2 separate regions of the Manis pentadactyla genome follow, and region 1 is linked to region 2. A link is a contact called in public Hi-C data. All regions are on one chromosome and are shown on one strand. The core of a region is the stretch at or near the end of the contact, and the rest is flanking DNA. Distances in the headings are between cores, read along the strand shown.

What was found. Hi-C and Micro-C count contacts between places; a contact is called where the count stands out from the background.
Region 1: a contact with region 2 is called in a Hi-C map of blood, with 3 times the contacts expected there. The contact joins the promoter of EIF4G1 here to the promoter of EIF2B5 in region 2. A contact is called at or near these places in 2 of 3 Hi-C or Micro-C datasets (blood and fibroblasts).

What each region holds. Positions count from the first base shown.
Region 1 is chr1:114,425,253-114,431,474 of mManPen7.hap1, forward strand. It overlaps EIF4G1 (eukaryotic translation initiation factor 4 gamma 1), which reads left to right and starts at 4,453. Exons shown (of 34, transcript XM_036933192.2): 1 at 4,453-4,606; 2 at 5,423-5,479; 3 at 5,702-5,795; 4 at 6,096-6,182. The coding sequence starts at 5,736. PSMD2 (proteasome 26S subunit ubiquitin receptor, non-ATPase 2) reads left to right here. Exons shown (of 21, transcript XM_036875222.2): 20 at 87-205; 21 at 340-681. The coding sequence ends at 522.
Region 2 is chr1:114,269,399-114,275,442 of mManPen7.hap1, forward strand. EIF2B5 (eukaryotic translation initiation factor 2B subunit epsilon) reads left to right here and starts at 2,045. Exons shown (of 14, transcript XM_036875255.2): 1 at 2,045-2,283; 2 at 3,385-3,509; 3 at 4,313-4,498; 4 at 4,895-5,072; 5 at 5,162-5,242; 6 at 5,961-6,038. The coding sequence starts at 2,089. It overlaps LOC118907125 (small nucleolar RNA U13), which reads right to left and starts at 1,678; the gene lies at 1,575-1,678.

The sequences.
Region 1 (6,222 bases), core at 3,203-5,702, 160 kb after region 2:
TAGAGTCAGGGCTGGAGTGGGGTCCCAAGGTTCAGGCCACGCCTGCCCTGATGCTACTCTGTGTTTGTGCTGTGTTCTTCCCTCAGTCATTCTAGGCAAATCGCACTATGTATTATATGGGCTGGTGGCTGCCATGCAGCCCCGAATGCTGGTTACATTTGATGAGGAGCTGCGGCCATTGCCAGTGTCTGTCCGTGTGGGCCAGGTGAGGGGTTGAGCAGAAGGGAGGGCTCAGGCTGTACTCTAGAACTTGGAGAATGCACATATGCCTGCTTCTCTGAAACGGTTATGGGCACTGGGTTCCTACTACACCCTCATTTCAGTTTTCTCACCCTACAGGCGGTGGATGTGGTGGGCCAGGCTGGCAAGCCTAAGACCATCACAGGGTTCCAGACGCACACAACCCCAGTGTTATTGGCCCATGGGGAACGGGCAGAATTGGCCACTGAGGAGTTTCTTCCTGTCACCCCCATTCTGGAAGGTTTTGTTATCCTTCGGAAGAACCCCAACTATGACCTCTAAGTGGCTACCAAGGGCTCTGAGCTGTGACTGATTGGTCAGTAGGCCATGCTTCCTGCTGCCAGGGGTGGACCCTGCTCCAGGCCTTTGGGGGACTTGTTACCACCTGTTTTTTTGTTACTTAGTGTGGTAAGGTTGTTGAATAAAGACCTTTATTCCTGAGGTCCCTCTGTGTCTGTTTTCTGGGATATTGTGGCTGGAGGCCAGATGGGTGGGGAGTGGGTGTGAGAGGGCATTGTTTGTAGCAACTCTGAGCCTAGGCTAGCAGGGAGGCAGCCCTGAATGGAAAGCCCCTTGCACTTCTCCCCTCCTTCCTGCTTGTCTTAAAACTGGTTCACCTCTAGGAGCAGGAACCCTTGAGAATCTAATGTAAGGGATCATCTTTCTAGGAGATGCATATGCATACATTTTATATACAAACTCTTACAAATAACTTTCCAAGGGCTGTGAATGCCGTATACCCCTCACCCCACCCCACTAGTGCACGCTGACCTCAAGCCCATCATTCCCTGACTTTAGGCAAAGGATCCCTGCTCTAAGAGGCAGCAGAGGCAGCCCCATTCTTTCTAACTTGACTTATGTGCTGCTGGGTAAAAGGGACTTCTTTACCTCCCGTGACCCTCTGTCCCTTTTGGGAAGCTGCTGTTTGAGAGATTTGATCATGTTAGCATCTACTTTTGGGCTTTCCTTGTAGAATTGGTGCAGGAAAGCTTGACCCTGACCATTTAGTGTAACAATGGGAAAGAGGAGTGGCTTTCCTGGAATGTAATCACTCTTGACCTGCAGTGCTCCTTTCTGGTGGGGTTGGTAGAGTGCGCCTATACCTCCAATTGGGGCCTGGACCCCTGTGGATGCAGCAGAGAAGAAAATGGTCCTGCCAGATAATCATAGCTAGTCAACCAACGCTTATTATGTGTTTGCTGAACACTGGGTACTTATAGGTCCTCTGTACATATTGAAAGAATAATTGTTTTACATGCTTCTGAGACCTCACAACAACTTTGAGAGATAGGTATTATCCCTGTGTTTTGGGGAGGAATATAAAGTTTGGAGAGGTTCAGTTACTTACTCAAGGTCATATAGTAAGTGGTGGAGCCAGGATTGGAATCTTAAGTCCATCTGACTCCATATTCACTATATTACTCTGTTTCGTAGCTTTGGAGACTCTGTGGACTCCATTAATCCAAGGTCTTGGCTAGCTGGAGAAGTGGTAACTTTGGATTGAGTGTCCATTGTCTTCTCTCTGTTCTCACTTGGCAGCATGTATAAAACCTGTATAAAAGGTTGAAGCACTGGACTTGGGAGTCAGTAGACCTGTCAAGCCCTTTTAATGGGAACTGCTGTAGTCTTGAGCAAATCAGTATGTCTGATGAACCTGTTACCTGTATGATTGGGATATAGTAATTGCCTTCTCTGATTTCCAATGGTGGTGATAAGATAGATTAGAAAGTGAGTTGTAAACTGCAGAGCAAATAGATGGCTAATTCCCAAATCATGATTGTGCCTGAGTGTCTTAACCTTTCATGTTCAGTCATTCATTTAGCAACAAATATCAATGGACCCTTACACTGCATTTGACATTATTCTAGTTTGTGGGGATGCAAGGAGAAATAATTCTATCCTCAAAAAGCCTATGTAACAGAAAAAACAATGGCGATAGACTTATTAATACTGCACTGTGATGTGAACAAGGTACCTTGGAATCATTGAAATAGTATTGAAGCGCCTGGATAGGTCAGGGGAGATGCCTGAGGGAACTGAGACTTGGAGGAAGATGAGTTTGCTAGGAGGGAGAGGGTAGGATATAGCTCGGAGTAGAAAAGCAGAAAGACAGGAAAACTATTATGTTTATAGAAACCACAGATAGCTTGGTTTGGCTAAGCTATTAGGGCCAGGGAGAAGTGTGGTAGGAGAAACAGACAAGCTCAGACCAGGTTTGGAAGAGCTGTTGTGCTAAGAAATTGACAGTATCTCTTAATGGGGACCCCTGAATGAGAGCAGGAAAATAACATGGTTAGCTTCCTGGGTGAGAAAGCTTACTATGGAGGCCGGGAGGGCAGGCAAGAGAAATTAATGCCTGATCTAGGGCAGCAGAAATGGGGACATGGGGGATGGCAGAAGAAAGATAAAAGGATAAAATCAGTAAGACTTAATTTTGATCCAAATACCCGTAGGACTTTGTGTCTGATTAGGTGTAGTATGTGGATGGAAGGGAATGTAAAGAATCCCAGATTCTCAGGTTGAATACTTGTGACCACAGGGAGAGGAAATCCTGGGGCAAAATACCTCTAAAACCGAAATCAGTCAAAGGGAAAAATAAAGTTTAAAACTAATTTACTGCTTACAAACTGCAGTCTGGGGCCGTTTCTCTCTCCTGCTCCAGCAGAAGCAAAACCAGCACTCTCTTTCCACTCTCAGGTTCAGATAAGCCCTCCAGTTGCCCAGGTAATTACCCATTGATAGGGAGATGAAACTTCTTCACCCCTGAGGAACGCCTATAGGTATGCAAATGTACTAAAGCCATACTTCTCTCCACCCCTGAGGATGCAGATACACCAAGGTCAGGTGAGATATTCTGGAAATACTACTATTTTACCCACAATACTATTTATCGAAAAAGAGTACATGTGTAACAGTATGTTTGAATCAAGGTGGAGGACTCCACTAAGTAGGGAGAAGCGACAAATTCCTGTCTAGGCATACATAATTTGAGATGCCTGTGAGTGACTGGGTGAAGATGTCTTTTAGGTAGTTACTTGCTCTGACTGGAGTTTGAGAGAGAGGTTTCTGAGTTAGGAATTAATTGGCATGTAGGCAGTAATTGATTTTTATTTACTAGTTTGGTTAGGGAGAGAAAATGAGTAGAGAAGGGAGCCAGACATGATAAAAGTCACATAATGCAAATGGGTGCCACAGAGAACACTAGATCTGCATTTTCATTCTGGCTATGTATAGTTCCTTCTCCATGTGTCTTGTTTTGCTTTCCTTTCTTTGGAGCTTCAGTTCCTCATATACAGTAGTAATAATACGATCTATTTTGTAGGAAATTATGAGGATTAATGAGATCACATAGGTTATATATATTAAATAACTACCTCATCACTGGTTCAGAGAAAATGTTTTCTTACCTTCTGAGATAAGAGGGAGAGGGAGGAAGAGGGAGACAGAACACCTTTGCTAGGTATATAGGTTCTGTTTCAAACCCTTTCACATTAATTAACTGCTTTAATATTCACTAAGAGAGTGGATGTTATCATCGACAGAGAAAAAGCACGGTGGTTTAAAAGCTCAGACTCTGAGCCAGACTGTCTGGTTTCAAATCTTCCCATTTTTAACACGTATTAAGTGGATAGACAGCAAGTACATCACCAGGGAGTAAGTAGCAGAGTTTGGGTTAAAATCCAGGCTGTTTGACTGTGGATTTGCTCTAGGATGGTCCCTCTAGTGTCCAAACTCTTGACCGCCAGGCAGGGGTTTTAGGATTACTTCTTCCACCATTATTCTGAACTTCCCATGACTGACTTTTGTCCCTCCATGGGAGTGGCTGATCTTTGTCAAAGTCAAATCTACTCGGACTAATGCCCTAGTTAGAATGATTCAATACTTTTAGCCTAACATTCACTTTAATAGGTTTTTCAATGATCTAATTTTCAAAGGCTGCATAATCTGTAGTTCTTTAATACGATGTACCATTTACTTGGGACTGAATCTTTCAGTGCTCTCAACCCCCAGTCAGCACTTCACCTAGCACTTAATATGCACTCAATAAGTGCCTGCTCAAAGTATGAATGAACTAAAGAACCGCGGAACAGAGAGGCCGAGGGGATAGTAGCTCTGGTAGTTCCAAAGTTCGGGAGGGGACACGGGCCGACAGTGGCTGTCACATGACAAGGCGGGGCAAAATCTCCTGGGCTCCGCGGTGCAGAGCGCGGCTCCGCCCTCTGCGCCGGTCACGTGGGGGCCCCGGCTGCGCCTGCGGAGAAGCGGTGGCCGCCGAGCGGGATCTGTGCGGGGAGCCGGAAATGGTTGTGGACTACGTCTGTGCGGCTGCGTGGGGCTCGGCCGCGCGGACTGAAGGAGACTGAAGGTAAAGCCGCCATGTCCGCGCCCGACCCGGCCCCCCCATCCCCTCCCCCCGCATCCGCCGCCATCCGCGCCGGGACCGGCCACCCTGCGCCGCCGCCCCAGCGCCCTGGCCCGGCGGTCCGAGCCCGGGCCTCGGCCCGCTTGGGCCCGATCCCCGGCCCACGTGTGCCCGGCCTGGCCCGGTCTGGCCGCCGGGTGGGGGTGGGGGAGTGCGGAGCCGGGAATGTGCGGTCTCCGGGAACTGGGAGGGCGCCGGGTTCGCCGGTTGCGAAGTGCCAAGTCGCCCCGACCCGAGGAGGCCCCGCGGGTGCAGGCACCGCGGCTCCTAGCTCGCCGCCCCCTCCCCCCTTTGCGGCCCGGCCGCCGGGAAGTGACACGTTGTTCTTTGGCACTGGCCGGCGCTGCGCAGGGAGGGCGCAGGGGAGGGAGGCGGCGGGCAGGGAGGAGCCCCCGGCCCCGCCCGCCCTCCAGGCCGACCCTCACTTGCTTGAAACCGGCTTCTCTTCGGCCGCCGCCCGACTCTCCTTTTACGGCCCGACTCCCGCCCTTCCTGGCTTCCACCCTTGGGCGGCGGCAGACCTCGCCTCTGGCCCCGCACGGGTGCCTCTGCGGCCACCCGTGGCAGGCGTATCTTGTGTGCCCCTGGGCCAGGCCCCGGAACCCGGTGTCCCCGGGTGGGGGGTGGGGACACTACGGCCGAAGCTGCTAGCTCCGTTTGTGATCCGGGAGCCTGGTGCCAGCGAGACCTGGAATTTCCGGTCTGGTTGGTCTTGGGCCCCGCGGAGCCAGGTTGATACCCCTCACCTCCCAACCCCAGGCCCTCGGATGCCCAGAACCTGTAGGCCGCACCGTGGACTTATTCTTAACCGAGGGGGTGAGTGAAGGGATGTTTTAGCAGATCAGGGGGGTGGTTGGAGGTGATGTGGGTTTGACGATGTGTTGGTGGGGACATAAGCTGGATCTTTGCTGCTCTTTCACTGCCTGGGCGCCTCTGGGGCTCTGTGTGGGACTCAGCCCTTGCTTCAAATCCTCCCCTGCTCCATTTGCTTTAAGCTTGGGTCCCTTCCCCTTTCCAAGCTCCACTCTTTCCCAACAGGTGCTGGGGGGACCCTGATGTGGCACCAAATGAAATGAACAAAGCTCCACAGCCCACAGGCCCCCCACCTGCCCCATCCCCTGGACTCCCACAGGTAATTAGGGAAAAATTAGCAGACACTGGGGTGGGGGGTGGGGGAAGATCAGGCAGCCGGTCAGGAACAGGTTCCAACCTCTGGATTTTCCCACCCCCATCTGTGTCAGGGCAAAGTGCAGCTTCCTGCTGCCAAATTAAGACCAGGGCCCCTGGGCTGTTCTCAGGGGCTGTCATGGGGAGGAGGGGGTATGTGGACTGCTGAGGCTTTGCCACAGATCTGCTCCCCTTACTTCACCAGCTTGGGTTTCTGCCCCACCTGGGCTTCCCCTCTTGCTGAACTCTGGTCTCCCCCCTTCAGCCAGCGTTTCCCCCGGGGCAGACAGCACCGGTGGTGTTCAGTACGCCACAAGCGACACAAATGAACACGCCTTCTCAGCCCCGCCAGGTGAGGGGCTGTGGGGAGGGGAGTAGGGGGCCTGGGTGGG
Region 2 (6,044 bases), core at 795-3,294:
AAATAAGTTAGTCATAGCAATGGAAGTACAATATATAGAATATAACCAATAATATTGTAATATCATGGTGTGGTAACAGGGGGAACTCCACTTACAGTGGCAAGCATCTAGTAATGTAAATAATCAGGTCACTACGTTGTACATCTGAAACCAATATAATATTGTATATTAGCTTTATTCCAATAAAAAAAAAACGTCTGAGCAAAGGCACTAGTGGCTACCAAGGAGGAAGGATTGGGGCAGATTAGGGGGGAGGGTGAAGGGGATAAAGGGGCACAATAATTCACAATAACAATATAAGTTGGTCACAGGGATACAGCATGGAGAATACAATGATTCCATAACCTCTTCTATGTTGATAGATAGTAACCACACTAGAGGGGTTGAGGATATAATAATATGTAACTGTTGAACCACTGTATTGTGTATTTGAAATCATTGTAAGATTGTATAGCAACAATAATAAAAAAAAACCTCTGAGCAAAAGACCACCTTTTAATTAAAATAGTTGTTGACAGTTTGTGTTATATGGTTGGATTTTAGTGGCTGTTATGAACTGAGTGAGATGCTGTACCTTCTCAGCAACACATGTATCAATATTCCAGAGGTTGGAAAAAAAAAGACACAAGTAGGGCTCCAATAAATGCTGATAGGCTTAATGAATAAGTGAAGACATCATAAAATAGTAATTTTTAATCCCACATAACTGGGCAGAAAGATTGCAGAACTATGAAGGCAGGGAGGTCAGGTTCCAATACCAGTTCTTCCACTTACTAGCTGGATGAATGAACTTTGCCCCTCTGAGAGTTCAAGAAATGTTTGTTGAATGAATGAAGAAAATATTCTCACAGAGCTGTGTGACAAATTAAATGAGCTGCTTGTACTGTTCCAGGCCACAGAAGGGTATGCAATAGAATTACTACTCTCTCTACTGAACACTAAAATCAACATTAAGGTTATATTTAAGTGAAAGATTTTATTCATAGTCATAATGAGCACCATGACCTGAGAGCAGCCCATCAGTGTATTCCAATAAACTGCTCTAAAGTCCCTCCATTTAGAGACATCTTAACTTTTTCTACAGCAAGGGATATGCATAAACGGTTACATTTATCAGTACATCAGTATGGCAGCATGGATACATCTAATTAGTGTCCTAAAGGATCATGCTATACACACTGATGTTATGTGTAGGAGAGGAGGCAAGTATAAGGGTCTCAGGTGAATTGACTCACCTTCCTCTGGGTATGGAGAGGGCATATGTGACATTATCTCACTTTTGCTAAGCAGAAAATTCCTGACCAACTACATTTCAGGCAGAGGTTGAAACTGTAATTATGCTAGGTGTTAAGCACCAACTTGGCTTAGCAGAAGTGACAACATTTTGGGCCTGTGTCTTTCTTTTTAATACTACTACATCACGTTCTCTATTTATGTAGACTGTGAGTTCCTTGAGGGAAGAGGATGTCTGATTCAGTTCCGAGCTCCCCAAGATGCAGGGTCACATTAGGCCGCTAGGTTGAAGACAGACCACTACATTTTTATTTTTTATTTTTAATCTATTTATATTTTCATGTCAGATGGGTAATGGGCAAACGTCGTAACAAGGCTTGAGGGAGGCATATGTCACGCAAAAGCGTGAACACCCAGTCATCATGGCTATGAACTACAAAAGGATCTGTGACTACGTTTTTAATATGCTGGGAGCAGGGATGATTACATATCCGGAAAGGCTCTGGACCCTTCGCAGAAACAAGTCCCATCATCCCGCAAGAATCTCAGCCTGTTCACGTACAAATAAAGGGCTACTATACTTGCAGATCGACTCTGCGGTCCACAGGATCCCGCGCTCCGGCGCCGCAGGGGGCCAAGACGGGCCGCCGCCTTCGCCACTCCCGGGTCCTCCCGGCTCAACCCTGTGACGGAGTTGGCGCCTAGAGGAGGCGCATGCCCGCTCCCCTCTCCCTGGCTCCTCCCTCTCTTCCTTGGTTACGCCTTCGCGTTTCAAGCGCTGGTCCCTTTTTGTCCCCGACTGCACGCGGTGTCAGTGTCCGTGCGGAAGTGGTGGTGTTCTCTTCAGAGAACAAGATGGCGACCACTGCTGTGGCGCTGCCGGGTGGGGTGGCCAGTCGGGCCAACAAGCGCGGCAGCAGTGGGCCGGGAGGCGGCGGCGGTGCGGGACCCAAAGTGGCCGAGGAGGAACCGCCGCCACCTCTGCAAGCGGTTCTGGTGGCAGATAGCTTCAACCGCCGTTTCTTCCCCATCTCCAAGGACCAGCCTCGGGTGAGCGCCGCGCGGGAGAGCAGCCAGAGGGCCCGCAGGCGGCGGGGCTACAGCGAGTTATACTTTCACCTGCCTAGTGAGGCGTGCTCTGGAAGGCCTTGTATCCACCCTCTTTCCTGGAAATTGGGTTTATCTGATTAAGGGGAAGGCGGAGGGACCGTCTAAAGCCTTGACGACTGCTTAACCCGAGTGAGTGGCTGGCAGATTGGGGCACTCTCAGTGCTGGCCACCGTCAGGTGTGGAAGGCTTACAGAGGGCTGAAGGCAGAAGCAGTGCTTGGGAGAAGCCTTCACTCAGGGATTCAGTGCCCCAAGAGGAGGCTGCGCTGCCTTTATGAAGAGGAAAAAGAGATCCTTGGGTGAAAGGGAACATCACCCCCTTTTGCCTCCAAAAGGGACGTCATGTGTCCAACAAATAGCAGGCTGGTCTGATCCCATGGTAACAGCTGTTTTGGATCTCCTACTGTGTGCTTTTTTTTCTTTCCTGGTTTTAATGACAGACGGTGCCATCTCTCAAAAGGAGGACTGAACGAGTTTAGTGGCTGGTTGCCAGCAGTCCCTGTATTGTCTAGATACTGGGGAATTGGACCCAGCTAGTCATAGGGATTACTGTATCACTCAGTAGACCCCAATTCAGTTAAAGAAAGGGAACTGCATTCAGTTCAGGAAAATCACTACCCGCTCCCCAAAAAAAGCCTAATGGCTGTTCACTTTGGCAAGTGATTGGGGTGGCTAGCCCTGACTCTTAGAAAAGGATCAAGGAAGGAAATTTTGTGACAGACAAGGCCTTATTGGTGCTTAAATTTCTGTAGATATGATTATCTGCTCCTCTATAGAGGCTCTGTGTACAATGTTAAGCAAATAGATTCCTTGCTCACTACATCCAAATTGCAACACCTTAGACTCTAATGCTTGGAGCATACCATAAACATCAAAGGCAGCAGGCTGATCGCTTTTAAATTAGAAAGATAAAGTAAAAATACAGTGTTTGGAAATACTGATAGAGGAGTGAAAATTGTGGTTGAAGTGGGAGAAACAAAGGTACCCAGAGGGCCCTCATGGATTCAAGACTTCAAACTTTTTTTCATCTCCTACCCTCCAGGTCCTCTTGCCCCTGGCCAATGTGGCACTAATTGACTACACTCTGGAATTTTTGACTGCCACAGGTGTACAGGAAACCTTTGTCTTTTGTTGCTGGAAGGCTGCTCAAATCAAGGAACATTTACTGTAAGGCTCTGCAGCTTTTCTTTCCATGTTTCACCTTTTTTTTTTTTTTCAGTTTCCTTGGGATAGATGTAATAAATAAGGGGAAATTGTGAGGGAATAAAAATGTGTCTATTTGGATTCCATCATGAGGTCTAAGGGCATTCTCTTACCAAGAGGTGAGCAGCTGAAGCTGTGACAAAGATTAAAGAACAACACTGGTATTTTTTTCTAAATCTCACAGAGTTTGGTCCCAGTGCTTTTTATTTAATGACTCCAGTATGGAAATTATAAGAGTAACAGCTTTGTCTTTCCACTGAGCTTCTAAATGTTGAGCTCTTCTTCATCTTTGTATTCCCAGTGCCTAACTTAGTATCAAGCACACAGTAACAATAAATGTTTGGTGAAATCTTATTGAAAGAGTAAATTTCAGGATTTATGGAAGCCTAAGAAACAAGACTTGGATATTAGCATGGTTTCCATTGGACAGTTTATAAATTTAGTACGGACTTTGAAAGGAGAAGAGTAGCATGAAAAGGGTGCTCCTCAGATACTTTATATACCCTAAGTCTCAGCAGGATTTTGAGTTCAAATCTATGTTTGGGGGCAAGGGGCAAGGTATGGAGAAGAAATAACCATGTTTCTCTAACCCATTAAACAAGACTGGTTACACAGAATGCTGAAATCATTAATTATAGTTTGTAAAGTTAAAGACGCTGGCAGGAACCCAAAAAAGCTATTGTCAAATAGGAGAGAAAAATAGAGAAGCTCCACATGACCTTTGTGCTTGATTTACTCATTCCCCTTACCACCCCACCTTCCTTTAGGAAGTCCAAGTGGTGCCGCCCTACATCCCTCAATGTGGTTCGGATAATTACATCAGAGCTATATCGATCACTGGGGGATGTTCTCCGTGATGTTGATGCCAAGGCCTTGGTGCGCTCTGACTTCCTTCTGGTGTATGGGGATGTCATCTCAAACATCAATATTACCAGAGCCCTGGAGGAACACAGGTCAGAATGGGAAAATGGTAGGGACAAGGGTTTGGGACCAGTGAGACCTAAGATGGTTTTTTTTTTTTTCTTTTTTTTCTTTTGTTTTTTTTTTAATTTTGGTATCATCATTCATCTACAATTACATGAAGAACACTATGTTTACCAGGCTCCCCCCCTCACCAAGTCCCCCCCACATACCCAACTACAGTCACTGTCCATCAGCATAGCAAGATGCTGTATAATCACCACCTGTCTTCTCTGTGTTGCACAGCCCTCCCCGTACCCTCCCTTAACACTATACATACTAGTTGTAATGCCCCCTTTCTTTTTCCCTGCCCTTATCCCTCCCTTCCCACCCATCCTCCTCAGTCCCTTTCCCTTTGGTAACTGTTCTCTCCCTCCTGTCTTTCATAGATTGAGGCGGAAGCTAGAAAAAAATGTATCTGTGATGACAATGATCTTCAAGGAGTCATCCCCCAGCCACCGAACTCGTTGCCTTGAGGATAATGTGGTAGTGGCTGTGGATAGTGCCACAAACCGGGTTCTCCATTTCCAGAAGACCCAAGGCCTCCGACGTTTTTCTTTTCCTCTGGTGTGTGGGTATCTGGGGTTCTCAATGTAGTAAAGTGACAGGCTTCAGCAGGAGAGACAGGTTAAAATCCATGTAACTTCTCCCCACAGAGCTTATTCCAGGGCAGTCGAGATGCAGTAGAGATCCGCTATGATTTACTGGATTGTCATATCAGCATCTGTTCTCCTCAGGTGAGCTCTTCAGGTCTGGGGCTGCACATCAAGAGTAGATGTGGGAAGGCTAGGGTGTATTTCTTCTTCGTATCTGTTCTACAGAAAATAGGTGCCATTATCTTTTGTTGTTGTTATTATTGTTGTCTTTTATACAAAAAATGCACAAATTTTAATGTGCAGCTTGAAGAATTTTGAGGTGTATATGCTGTAACGTAGCCATCACCCAGATCAATGTAGTTAACACTCTCACAATATTTTTTTCCCTTTCACCTATCTCCCCAACTCCCTCCCCTTTGGCAACCACCTGTTTATTCTCTGTGTTTGAGTTGATGTCTGTTTTGTTTGTGCATGTTTTTTATATTCCACGTGTGAGTGAAATCACATGGTATTTGTCTTTCTCTGATCTATTGTGCAAAATAGATGGACCTTCTAGGTCCACCCTCTTGTCCCAGTGGCAAATTTTCATTTTTTTGTCTGAGTAATATTCCATTATATATATGTACCACATCTTTATCCATTCATCTGTTGATGGACACCTAGGTTGCTTCCTTATCTTGGCTGTTGTATATAATACTGCAGTAATAGGTGCTGTCATCTTGACCCCAGTATCCCACTGGGAGCCTTTTTGGGATTCTGGCTCATGTCCTACTGTGAAAGAGTATGATAGGTCTCTGGCAGCTTAGCTACACTTCAGAGCACTTAACTGTGACCCCACCAACTTCTTCCCCCTCCACAGGTGGCTCAACTCTTTACAGACAACTTTGACTACCAAACTCGAAATGACTTTGTCCGAGGCCTATTAGTGAATGAGGAGGTAAGA